Linked DNA regions of Sus scrofa: region 2 is linked to region 1. The links are chromatin contacts, called in public Hi-C maps. All regions are on one chromosome and are shown on one strand. Each heading gives the region's core, a stretch centred on a gene start, on an enhancer-like site or on the middle of the called end of the contact. The rest is flanking DNA. Distances are from core to core; before and after follow the strand shown. Region 1 overlaps PAPLN (papilin). Region 2 has its middle 4.5 kb from the start of NUMB.

The links. A called contact is a pair of places that touch in the nucleus more often than the background predicts.
Region 2: a Hi-C map of liver shows a contact between it and region 1, with 6 times the contacts expected there. The contact joins two enhancer-like sites. A contact is called at or near these places in 1 of 5 promoter capture datasets (fetal skeletal muscle), 10 of 47 Hi-C or Micro-C datasets (alveolar macrophages, blood, embryonic fibroblasts and 4 more) and 2 of 2 datasets of contacts at active chromatin or transcription factors (alveolar macrophages and skeletal muscle).

Annotation. Positions count from the first base shown.
Region 1 is chr7:96,619,578-96,625,937 of Sscrofa11.1, reverse strand. PAPLN (papilin) reads right to left here. Exons shown (of 27, transcript XM_021099491.1): 27 at 3,451-4,159. The coding sequence ends at 3,879. NUMB (protein numb homolog) reads left to right here. Exons shown (of 9, transcript XM_021099490.1): 9 at 1-1,668. The coding sequence ends at 299. Among named protein-coding and RNA genes, the nearest start is that of PAPLN, 38 kb to the right of the region's middle. Within about 2 kb of position 3,932, at least 23 of the 83 cell types and tissues checked have an H3K27ac peak or open chromatin away from gene starts, as enhancers often do. A contact at or near this core is called in liver, where this site is marked.
Region 2 is chr7:96,800,052-96,806,411 of Sscrofa11.1, reverse strand. No RefSeq gene overlaps it. Among named protein-coding and RNA genes, the nearest start is that of NUMB, 4.5 kb to the right of the region's middle. Within about 2 kb of position 3,676, at least 4 of the 83 cell types and tissues checked have an H3K27ac peak or open chromatin away from gene starts, as enhancers often do. A contact at or near this core is called in liver, where this site is marked.

The sequences.
Region 1 (6,360 bases), core at 2,683-5,182:
CTCCCAGCCTGGTCAAGCAGCAGACATTCCCACAGTACGAGACAAGCAGTGCTACTGCCAGTCCCTTCTTTAAGCCACCTGCTCAGCACCTCAACGGTTCTGCAGCTTTCAATGGTGTAGACGATGGCAGGTTGGCTTCAGGAGACAAGCGCACAGAGGTGCCTGCAGGCACCTGTCCCGTGGATCCTTTCGAAGCCCAGTGGGCTGCATTAGAAAGCAAGTCCAAGCAGCGTACTAACCCCTCCCCCACCAACCCTTTCTCCAGTGACTTACAGAAGACTTTCGAAATTGAACTTTAAGCAGTCCTTATGGCTTATGTATTTTGTCCTTACTTAGGTAAGGGAGGGGCATGGAGGTCAGAGGAGCCAAGGGAACTTTGCGTTCCCAACCAGTACACTTTCCACTGATCCCAAAGGTCCCAAGGAGCATGTCCAGACATAGAATGCTGAGGGAGGCGATTGGTGAAAGTGGAGAAAACCATTCCTAGAGAAGAGCTTCTTGCAATTAGACTAAAGAAGTCAAGGAAATGTTACCCTTTGTCCCCCTCATCCTTCAGCCCCTTATAAATCTCTGGCAGCAGAGAGGCAGAAGTATCTGAACAGGAATCTGTATTCAAAGCACATTTACTGGAATATAAAACACAACGGGAAGCAAAATGACCTCCCTTTGTTCAAATTTCAGGCCATTCACCTGCTTCCTCTCTCAATACTAGACTCTTCTTACAGATCAAGAACAGAGTGGCCTGTGCTTGGGCTGGGAATGAGAGGCAGCCTGTGCTGCCAGAATTCCCAGGAAGGCACATCAGTAGCTGCCCAGCAGAGCTATATTTTTGGGGTAAAGTTGAGCTTCCATTTTGAGTAAAAATAAATATTATAAATATATATCGAAAAGCCAAAATCTTTATTTTTATGCATTTAGAATATTTTAAATAGTTCTCAATATTAAAAAGTTGTATGAGTTGTAAGTAATCTTGCCAAAGGTAAAAGGGTTAGCTGTAAGAAATTGTATATAAGATTGATTTATCACTGATGCCTATTGAAGTAAAAAGAGGAAGGGCTGGAAGTTGCAGACGGGATCCCTGGCTGGCTTGGTATCATTCACTGTAAGTAGCACATTGCAACAACAATCACGCTTTTGACCAATACAGTCACTAGGTTGTAGTTTTAAATAAAGAGCGAGCAGTATTGTCCTGGTTTTAAACCTATAATGAAATTCTAATGTCATTATTTTAATGGAATCAATCTACTCTCTAGAGAATATGTATTTTCTTTTACATATTGCTGCAGTTTCCTTCTGTTAATCCTTTAACACTAGTGACAATGACATAATCATATCCACAGAGGGGAACACAGGTTACTGTGTTGGTTTGTCCTGTAGGTGTTGGTGGATTTTGTTTTGTCCTTTGTTTTGTTCCCATGAGTGTTGTAGGGATGGAGATTCTGGTTTTATTCGCACTGTGTGTGTGTGTGTGTGTCCCTCCCCACCCCTCTCCCCTGTGGCGAGCAGAACATCCCATTGCCAGTTGCAGCCACTTGACCTCTGGTAACATGAGATCCCATCTCATTTTTACTTTTGAACGTTGGCCTTACAATCAAATGTAAGTTATATATATTTGTACTGATGAGAATTTATAATCTGCTTTAACAAAAATAAATGTTCGTGGTAGAAGCTTTTGGCCATGAAGAGCTATTCTTTCCCCTTTTCTTTATTAGCAAGTGAGTTTTGGTTCTTTTTGGTCTTGTTCTCTCTCCATCACGGCTGCCACAGATCTCTAGTTTAATGGCTGGAAAATCTTTTGTTGGACTACCATATTCTTCAATTCATACTTTAGGCTTTGGTTGTTCCTAAGTGCATCTCTAATGGCAGATTCTTGCTGCTCAAAGTATGGAGCAGCTGGTTAGCGATCCAGAACCTCAGCCCCACCCAAACTTAGCAGTCAGAATCTGCATTGGAACAAGATTCACATTCTGAGAAGTCTGGAGTCGAAGCAGTGATTTGCAACCTTGGATGCATGTTATAATCATCTGGGAGCTTTCAAAGTCCTCATGCCCAGCCCATACTCCAGACCAACTAAATAAAAATCGGGGGAGTAGAACCCCAGGTTCACTTTTTAAAAAGCTCCCAGTATTGGAAGTGGGTTGAAAACCTCTGGTCTAGATTGAGTTCTACTCTAACTTCAGCCTATGACCCTGTGACTCGTTCTACAAAGAGCTAAGTAACTTCACACTTCCTTCTGAGATGTTACCAATTGGCCAAATACTAGTTTTAACTAGAGAAGAGGGGACTGCAAGAAAGCAGCCCTTATTTTTCCAAGTTGTATAGCAAAACCAGCCATGGTAAGTGAAAACAGGCCTCCATTTTTTTTCGCAGCATATAGAGGTTCCCAGCCTAGGGGTCTAATTGGAGCTACTGCCAGCCTACACCACAGCCACAGCAACGCCAGATCCTTAAACCGTGGAAAGAGGCCGGGAATCAAACCAACAACCCTCATGGTTCCTAGTTAGATTCATTTCTGCTTGCACCACAACGGGAACTCCATTTTTTTAAATGGAAAAAAGGTCTGTGCCCTGGCCCGTTTCTTTTGTTAAATGAGAGGTAGACCAAGAAATATCACTTGCCCATGACTCAGGATCTCTTTTCTAGTCAGTGTGCTGGTAATAAAAGTCACCTTCCCCTGTAATGCCAATCTTTCCTGAGTCCCAGAATGACCTCTGCTACTAGGCCTGGCCAGTCCTCTGGAAGACTTGAACAAGGTTAAAGTGGAAAGGAACTCAGGGGCTCATTGAAACTGGGCCTCTTGTTTTAGCAGCAAAGCATTAAGAGGCTCTGAGAGAGGAAGAATGACTTCTTCCAACTCGGACCATTTCAGAAACTACTTCCCTGTTACTACATCATCCTCCCCTCCATTGGTACCCCCCATCCTGCTGGTGCTGTTTTAGTTTTTTTTGGTTTTTTGCCTTTTAGGGCTGCACCTACAGCATATGGAAGTTCCCAAGCTAAGGGCTGAATCTGAGCTACAGCTGCCAGCCTACACCACAGCCGCAGCAATGTGGGATCCAAGCTGCCTCTGCGACCTATACCACAGCTCATGCTAACACTGGATCCTTAACCCACTGAGCAAGGGCAGGGATTGAACCCACATCCTCATGGATACTAGTGGGATTCATTTCCACTGAGCCAATGACAGGAACTCCCTGGTGCTGTTTTAAATAATAGACTGGTTTTTATCTGGCAGCAGGTACCTTGCATCACAGATTCCTGCTTAAGGAGGAGAGGCTCCTCGGTCCCTGCGCGGAGCGGGCCCAGCTCCCATGGCCCGGCTTGTCAGCCTCGGGAGGAGGGCTTCAGCCTCCTGGTGAAAGGAAAGAGCTTTTCTAGTTCTTCATATTCAGCTGGTGATGCACCAGTTGCTCTTTCATCCTGGATCCCCATCCTGAGCCTTTCATTGTATCCCCTTTGCCAAGAGCTTTCACACCCACCAAGCTGGTAATGGTGCCGCACAGGTGAGATTGGAAGCTGGTTGCTGTACTACCTAGAAGGCCGGGAGAGATTGAGCAATGAATTGCTCTTTGGACCCCACATGAGATCTAGTCTAGCAAAGAATGCTTCTTTGACACAACAGGAGCTAGTGTTCCTGTATGAGATAGGAATTAACTTTGAGATCATTAAACCCCACCACCACCTAGCTTTATAAATGAAGTGAGAACCCTGGTTTGCTTTCAAACACAGTGAATTGATTCTATATAACTGAAATTCTGGAGGGAAATTATCCAAATAGATTCTTGACAACTCAGCAGGCAGCTATGGTTATTAAGTCAGGGAAGCAGACCCTGCTGAGGACTGCCCAACAGCTGGAGCAGCTTTGGACAGGCCAGTTATCAGGAGGATAACTGCCTCTGCCAGCCAGACGGGGGAGAGCGAGAGCCGGTCTCCCGCGCTCCTAGCCCTAGACGTTGTCTCGGAACTGGGGCTGCAGCAAGCCTTCGTCCTCGCTGCCAGATGGGCTGAGCGGGAGGCTGGAAACGAGAGCAGCTGGCACAGCAGAAGCTGGAGTAGTATTCATTGCCGCAGAGCTGGGCCTGCAGGATCAAGTCGCAGTTGGCCAGCTCTGGCTGGTCGACGCAGTCCCTACTGGGGTCCTTCGGCTGGGTGGCCAGTGCTGCAAGACAGTGAGGGGAGTGGGTGGTAAGAAAGCCGTGTGTGCTGAAGAAAACTCTCACCTACAATCTCATTTCCTACAAGGAAAGCAGCACTGTAACTGCCGGCTTCCGAGAAGGGTGCAGTTCCTCTAACCCTTTAACACCTGTAAGTATACCCCCAGGGGGATCCCTTCACCCGCAGCTGGCCTTGCTTCAGCAGGCAGCTTCCACCCGGTGCTCTCAGATTCCAAAACAGTGACTGACTGGGTGATTAAACATCTCTGGACGTTAACTCCCTGCCCTGACCATTGAGACCTAAAGAGCTGGACAACTGCCTTGGCCTCTGGGTTGGGAAGAGGAGAGAGTAGGATCATTCCTACACACATTTCTGAGCTGTCTTCTCTCTCACTGCTGGTTTCCTCCAGCCTCAAGAGTTCTGTGCCTTTGACAGCCCCAACACTTCCCCCGGGGAAAGCAGTGAGGTCATAGGAAGACAACCTGACACTGCGTAGAGCACAAAACACCGGCTGCCTTCTGCTCTGAATTTACTTACTAGGAGCTTCTTCTGTATCTTATAAATCCCTGTGAGTTTCATTCTGCTGCTTCATCTTAGGACTGCCATGGCTAGTTACCCTCCCTCTTCTTTCTAGAAGGGGCTCTTATGACAGCTTGACTCAGGCCTGAGCAGCACCTCCCTGAAAATCAGACCTCATGGGACTGGGCAAAGCCTACTCCACGCTCCCTCCCCAAATACAACTAAAAGACCATACCAAACCAGCGAACGGTTTTACAAAGGCTTGATACATACAGTATGACAAGAGTACAAACGACCAACATTTACCTAAAGAGTAAGAAAGCCATTTATGCTTATTTTTAATTAAAAATCATAGCTTTGGTATCAACTTGATCTCAGCCGCTGCAGCCCCTGGGCTTCTCACACCGACATTGGGCGTGCTGAGTGGCATCCTGGCTCTCACACTAACAGCTGGGGGACTTTGGACAAATTGTCACTTAGCTCTCCGTGCCTTGGTTTCCTCATTGAAATGGAGATGATAAAAGGAGCTGGGATGTAGTAACCATGGCTAAAATAAGGGCACTTAACCGGCCCCAGAGCCTCCCTCATTCCTGCTCATCTAGAAAAGTGAGTGACCCTTTATGTTTTACCTACAATACTTTCTCACCAAAAGCTTTTAGGCAGAAAGCTTGAGAGATCCTCACAGTGGCAGTATGTCCCTTACACCAGAGTGACGCTAACACTGATTCCAACACACCACCAAACCATGAACAGGGCACAGGGAGGCAGCCTCAAGCAGTGACACACTGCAAAAAGCTTAAACGGGTGAGAGCAGATAGCTGCAGCCCAATCAACAGATCGAACACGGTTAAAGAGGGGAGGGAGACAGCCTCTAGTCAAGAAGGGTGCCCCCCCCAAAAAAAGATTAACAACACTCATCCAACGGGGTGGGAGAAAGGTGGTCGGACCGAGCCCGTGAGTGTCGTGTCCCGGAGGCAGGTCACATCACACCACTCCATCAGGAGCCCTACCAGACTTCAGCAGCAACCAAGTTTCTGATTACAGCAGGCCTCCCGGCTAGGCATGTCTATAGCTAATCACCCACAGGCCTATCTGGGTCCTCCTCACAGCTCTCTTTCACCTAAGTCTGCATCCTGGCCTGTCTCAAGTCTCACGAGTTTGGGAAGTATGTAGACAAGCGGTCTGTTTGCTAGACGCCCTGCAGGATGGCGCTCTTGCCAAGGGGACGCCTTCACGCACACCTGCACTGAGTCACTGAGAACCTGAGCCCCTGGTGAGGCTGAGCACTGGGCTGGGCCCCGGAACGTGAGCCACAGTCACAGTCTCAAGGAGCTCACAGACCAAAAGCCCATTGTCAGTCCCACTCACTAAGCGACGTTTCTACCAGACTTCAAGCCTGGCCAGTTCCACCCTCAGCCCAGCAGACGGGAAGCAGCCAGGCCTGAACTGACACCCTCCGTGTAACAGGCTCTGGTGTGCTACAGCCCTGGCTGCAGGCTGGCCAGCACAGGAAGAAGGCCCTGGCAATTCTCTCCCAGGGCTATTTCAGGCCCCATGACAACTGGCTTGCCCAAGTCACACAACCAGCAAGTGGCGGAGTGAGGCACGGTACGGATGAGAGTTCCCCAGATGCAGAGCCTGTACCTCTGTGCTCTGCGGCACACAGCCAGCTCTCAAGGGCAAGCA
Region 2 (6,360 bases), core at 2,427-4,926, 180 kb before region 1:
ATTTTTTGGCTTAGAAATTATTTATACTTTAGGCGTCCCTCCACTCCATTTTCCTTATATAACAATCACGAGTGAGCCCTTAGAAATGACTCAAAGCCAAAGTAATGGGGTTTCCTTGATTGTAGTTCCTCATTTTCTCTGGCAACAGGCCAGTCATTAATATCCTCCTCCCTTTTAAGGAAGCCATTCAACCCAGTCCTGCTGGGTCACTCTCACCTCATAGTAATCTTTCTCTCATGTTGCAAACTGGACCCTTCTCTTCCAACTTCCCCCCACCCCCACCCCTTTCTGGCTGCACCCATAACATATGGAAGTTCCCAGGTCAGGGATCGAATCCAAGCTGCATCTGCAGCCTATGCCACAGCTGTGGCAACACCAGATCCTTAACCTGCTGCACCGGGTCAGGGCTCAAACCAGCGCCACAGAGACGAGCCGGATCATTAATCCACTGCGCCACAGCAGGAACTCCATTTTCTTCCAACTTTCTAATTGCAAAATTGCTCTCTCCTCAGCCTCTTGATTCTAACTGCTCCCAGTCCAAGTGTAAAAAATCCCCTCCTGACTGCCCTTCCTCCCTCCATAGAGCCTGTGCAGGATTCCCCCTTTCTCTCATCCTCAGTTAAGAACTGACAGACTGCACAGTGACCAGCTTCTTCCTGCTGATTTTGAGCATACCTTTCTTAATATTGGGCAGGCAGGAAATTAGACTGGACTGTGGCTTTGTTGTTCATACTTTTTGAACAAATCCAAATCTGGAATTATGGTCTGGCAAATATAGGGTACACATAGATAAACGAGAAAATATTTGAAAATGAGACCATTCTGGGAAAGTTACCGTAATCATAGCATATCCTTCCAGCACTTGGAGAGGCAACCAGATATCACACATTCATATAATGTTAATAATAATAATTAATGGTTACTGAGCACTTGTTATGTATCAAGTCCTTCCTGAATTATGCGGATTATCTCATTTATTGCTCATAAAAGTTTCTTCCTGGTAGCTAGGAGGGAGAGAAAACCAGTCATTATATAACTCAATAATAATAACTTAATAATAGTTATTGTATACATTAGGTACATAATATGTGCCAGGTCTTGAGCTGAATATATTCTCTCATTTATTCTTTAAACAAAATGCCACTAGATATTAATATCATTATTATTATCCTAAGGTAGGCTGCTTCTAAACTGGCTGGCTCCAATGATCCCCCTCCTGGTATTTACATCCTTTCCTTGAGTGTGGGCTGAACCTAATGACTTGCTTTTAAAGAACAGAATGTGGCAAGAGTGATGTGATGTCACTTTTGTGATTACAAAAGACAATGACTTCTGTCTTTTTAGCAGTCTCACTCTTACTGGACCTCTCTTTTGCCCTCTTATTTCTTACTCCGGTGAAGTAAGCTGCCATGGTTTTGAGATGCTCTGTGGAGAGATCCACAAGGCAAGGCACTGAGGGAAGCCTTGAACCAATAGCTCGTTAGGATCCAAGGCCTTAGCCTAAAGCCTGTGAGTGAAGGACTCCTGTCAACAAAGATATGAGTGAGCTAGGATGCAGATTCATCCCAGTTGAGCCTTGAGATTATGGCAGCCTTGCGAAACACCCAGAGCCAAAGGATCCAGTTAAGCTGCACCAGATTTCTGACCCACAGAAACAGAAATAATAAGTGTTTTTTTAAGTTTTGGGGGTAATTTGTTATGCAGCAAGAGATAACTAATACATACCCTGTTTTGTAGGTGAAGCAATTGAAGTTTAGGTAAATGAATCAGCTTTCCCAGAGTCACACAGCTGTAAATGGCAGAGCCAGGATCTGAACACATTTAAGTTCAAGAGTCTTGAGTTCAAGGAGTTCCCATTGTGGAGCAGTGGAAACGAATCTAACTAGTAACCATGAGGTTGTGGGTTCGATCCCTGGCTTGGCTCAGATCCGGCGTTGCCATGAGCTCTAGTATAGGTTGAAGACATGGCTTGGATCCCATGTTGCTGTGGTTGTGGCTGTGACCAGCAGCTGTAGCTTGGATTTGACCCCTAGCCTGGGAACCTCCATATGCCATGGGTGTGGCCCTAAAAGAAAAAAAGGAGTCTGAGTTCAAATCTACTTTCTTATGAGATTCCAAGTGATTGGGAAACTGGTGTTCTAGAAGGCATTTTACTCTGAAATCCTTGGAGCATAGCCATGTTTCCAGGAAACTCTTTGTGTGTGTGTAAAACAGGGATGGACAAAACTTTAAATGGTGCTGACTGCTTTGAGAGGTCCACTCCCTGCTGCAGAATGGCTGGTCCACCCACAGATCTGGTGATAGTAACCAAGGGCTCCATTCAGAAGCACAATGGCAGAGCTGAGAGCTGCAGCCCATCCATTTTATAAGCACTAAAGTCATCTTGCCTGTGTTATGCAAGGTGGGTAGAGGGGTAAAAACACTCGGATTCAAAATGCATGCATTGAGCAAAGAGAAGATATGGTGTGCTATTTAAAGATAGTGGTACAACCACTATGGAAAACAGTATGGAGCTACCTCAGGAAACTAAATATAGAACTACCATATGATCCACCAATCCCACTCCTAGGCATATATCTGGATAATACTTTCATTGAAAAAGATACATGCACACTGTAAACCAGCTATCATGGAAAAAAATAAAAATCATTAAAAAAAAGATACACGCACCCGTAAGTTCACTGCAGCACTATTCACAATAGCCGAGACGTGAAAACACTTAAATGTCCAATGACAGATGAATGGATTAAGATGTGGTACCTATACACAATGGAATACTACTCAGCCATAAAAAAGAATAAAATAACACCATTTGCAGCAACATGGATGGAACTAGAGACTCTCATACTAAGTGAAGTAAGTCAGAAAGAGAAAAGCAAATACCATATGATATTACATATCTGTAATCTAATATATGGCACAAATGAACCTATCTACAGAAAAAAAAAAAAAAACTCATGGACATGGAGAAAAGACTTATGGTTGCTGACTGGGAGTAGGAGAGGGAGTGGCATGAACTAGGAGTTTGGAGTTGGTAGATGCAAACCACTGCATTTGGAGTGGATAAGCAATGAGATTCTGCCATATAGCACAGGGTACTGTATCCAGTCACTTGTGATGGAACATGATGGAGGATAATGTGAGAAAAAGAATGTATGTATGTGTGTAACGGGATCACTTTGCTGTACAGCAGAAATTGACAGCACATTGTAAATCAACTACAATAAAAAAATAAATAAAAATCACAAGAGCCCTAGAGTTGGATAGCAAATGGTTCTGCCTGAAAGAGCATCCTCTTCTATGGACTTTTTTCCCATCCATGAAACAGCCTTGAACTTTGAAACCAGAACTGTGTTCCAGCATGGAAAGCAGCTTGGCACTTCCCTTTGATGGACGCTCCCCAGTTTGGGATGGCAAAAACATCTTCAAGAAATTTTCTCTTTGTATATCCAAAGCTTCATGCTAGTGGTCACCTTTATGAAATCAAATGAAGTTGCACTTATTTGCTAGCTGCAGGAATTGATCCTTCCTTGTCAGCTTTGCCCTGGTACCGGAGCAGCAGTCTTTGAGCTCAGGGAGGATTTCAGGTGGCAGTAGATCAATGGTCCCATAGGGTATAGTTCTGGCCCCATTCTCCTTTCAGCCAGTGGCAGAGCAGAGGCTGCACTTTGTGTGATTATGCAACCTGGTATAAAGTCCATAGCCGGGAAGTGGGGGTAGAACTCTAAGCTGGCTCAGCACTGTGATCACGGCCTCTTGACTCTTTTTCTTGCTTTCACTACCCTCTTCTCCATAGGACTTTCTCTCCCTCCCTCCCTCTCTCCCGCTGCCTCTCTCTTCCCTTCTCTCCAATTTCTTCATCCCTGTCAGCTTCCACTTTCAGGGATCCCAAACTCAAGGAACCATCTTTTATCAAATATTGTGGCTTTGGAGTTCCTGTCATGGTCCACTGGAAAAGAATCTGACTAGGAACTATGAGGTTGTGGGTTCGATCCCTGGCCTCTCTCAGTGGGTTAAGGATCCAGCGTTGCTGTGAGCTGTGACATAGGCCTGTAACTCTAGCTCCGATTCGACCCCTAGCCTGGGACTTCCATATGCTGCCGATGAGGCCCAAAAAAGCAAAAAAAAAAAAAAAAAAAAAAAAAAAAATCATGGCTTTACCCTCATGGCTTTACCCCTAACTGCTAGCAGTAGCAAACTCTGGCTGCCCTTGTCAGCTTATCCGAGTGATTTTCTTCTCCACCAGTTGTTTGTTTCTCTAGTCTATTTGGAATTGTGTGTAAAAACCAGGGAGGAAAAAAAAATCCAAAAACAAACAAACCCAAATGGAGCTTTTGCATAGTGAGATTGCCCCACTGGACAAAAATAGAAATGAAAAGAGACATGACACATGTACTCCATTGCAGCACTATTTGCAATGGCCGAGACATGAACACAACCTAAATGTCCATCGACAGAGGAGTGGATCAAGAAGATGTGGTACATATACACAATGGAATATTACTCAGCCATTAAAAGGAATGAAATACCAGCATTTTTAGCAACATGGATGGAGCTAGAAATTTTCATGCTAAGTGAAGTCAGTCACACAATGAGACACCAACATCAAATGTTATCACTTACATGTGGAATCTGAAAAAAGGACACAATGAACTTCTTTGCAGAACAGATACTGACTCACAGACTTTGAAAAACTTATGGTTTCCAAAAGAGAGTGGTTGAGGGGTACGAGAATGCTGGGTGTTTGGGATGGAAATGCTGTATCATTGCACAACTATAAATGTAATAAATTCATTGAGTAATATAAAAAATTTTTTTAAAAGGCTTATATAAAAAAAAGAGACATGGATTCTACTTCCTTGAAAAGTGATACGATGGGGAAAAAAGCAGGAGTAGCAAAGAAAACAAAAAGTGGCACAACATTAGAGCCCAAAACAAACCGTACCTTAAATATTGGGACATCACTCTGAATCCATCATTTTCCACTTAATCAGGACTTATAAAGGTTATTTTTGCCTTTAATATACCTGCCATCCTGGTCTTGCTCAAGTGGCTCTCCACAGATACCATCTGCACCACTTCCACAGCCAACCACGCAGCACAAAGCTGCAGACTCCCTGACTCCAGTGTTCTTGCTTTTTAAGAGTGGAACTTGAGGATGATGGAGAAGCACATAACACGGGAAAGAAAGCAGAAGCTGGTTGGAGTAATTATAAGTTTACCTTATGCAAGCAAAATCAAAATGTAGCGTATAAGCGGTACTGCATGGGCGCCAATAACATAGTAGCCCTTCTCTTGGATCAAAGAACATTCCTGAAAACCCTCCTTCTTGGAGTTCCCATCATGGCTCACTGGAAATGAATCTGACTAGTGTCCACGAGGATGCAGGTTTGATCCCTGGCCCTGCTCAGTAGGTTAAGGATCTGGCATTGCTGTGGCTGTGGTGTAGGTCAGTAGCTGCAGCTCTGATTTGACCCCTAGCCTGGGAACCTCCATATACGCAGGTGTAGCCCTAAAATGACAAACAAAAAAACAACAAAAAAACACAAAACCTTCCTTCTTTAAGGTTTTCTCTCTTCTTATTGGATTGTATGTGTGTATTTTACATTTTTCTTAACTGATTTTTCACCAGGAATGGGTGTGGTATAAGTGTATAAACATGTATGAGCAAAAACATTTATGAATAGTTTTTTTTCTTTTTTAGCGTATGAAATAGAAGGAATAGCTGACCTTTGTGGCAACTTTCCTAGTTTTGTTATAGTAATTTTGTTGAGTTCCTGAACTTAGATGGCAAGTCCTCTTAGTGAGGCTGGCCTAATTCTATGTTCTCTATGGCACATAGTCACCACGGCTGTGCAAGAGCCATTATTACCCAAAGTACCATAATAATGGCCATGCCCTCCTATGACGTTATTGTTTCCTATCTGCCAGAACATTAATTGCCTTCAACTTGCCCTAAAATTGGTAGGTAGGTAGGGCACACTGCCAAGACTAGAGAGAAGAAAGCTGCTGGTAATACATTAAAAAGCTGTGTAAGGGACATACCGATATCTCCTTCTTACTGGAGCATCTTCACATTTACATGTTACTTCTTTTATTATGGGATGTTAGTTCAGGCTTTTGTTAAGCCTTGGACTCCATCTTATCCTGGTCAATGTGTGATCTTTCCCTCAACTGGGTGATTCAGACATCACTAAAGTTATTTTGGCTTTTCCACTTTCCTTTTACAGGCTTTTTATGAGTCATTGAATTGAAGGGGAGGTTATTTCTAAATTGGAAGGTGAAGATGAGAGAAGGGGGAGGAAAGTTCCGGAAAATAACTAGGAAAAGACATCTTATTGTTACGTAGAGTTGCTGGAG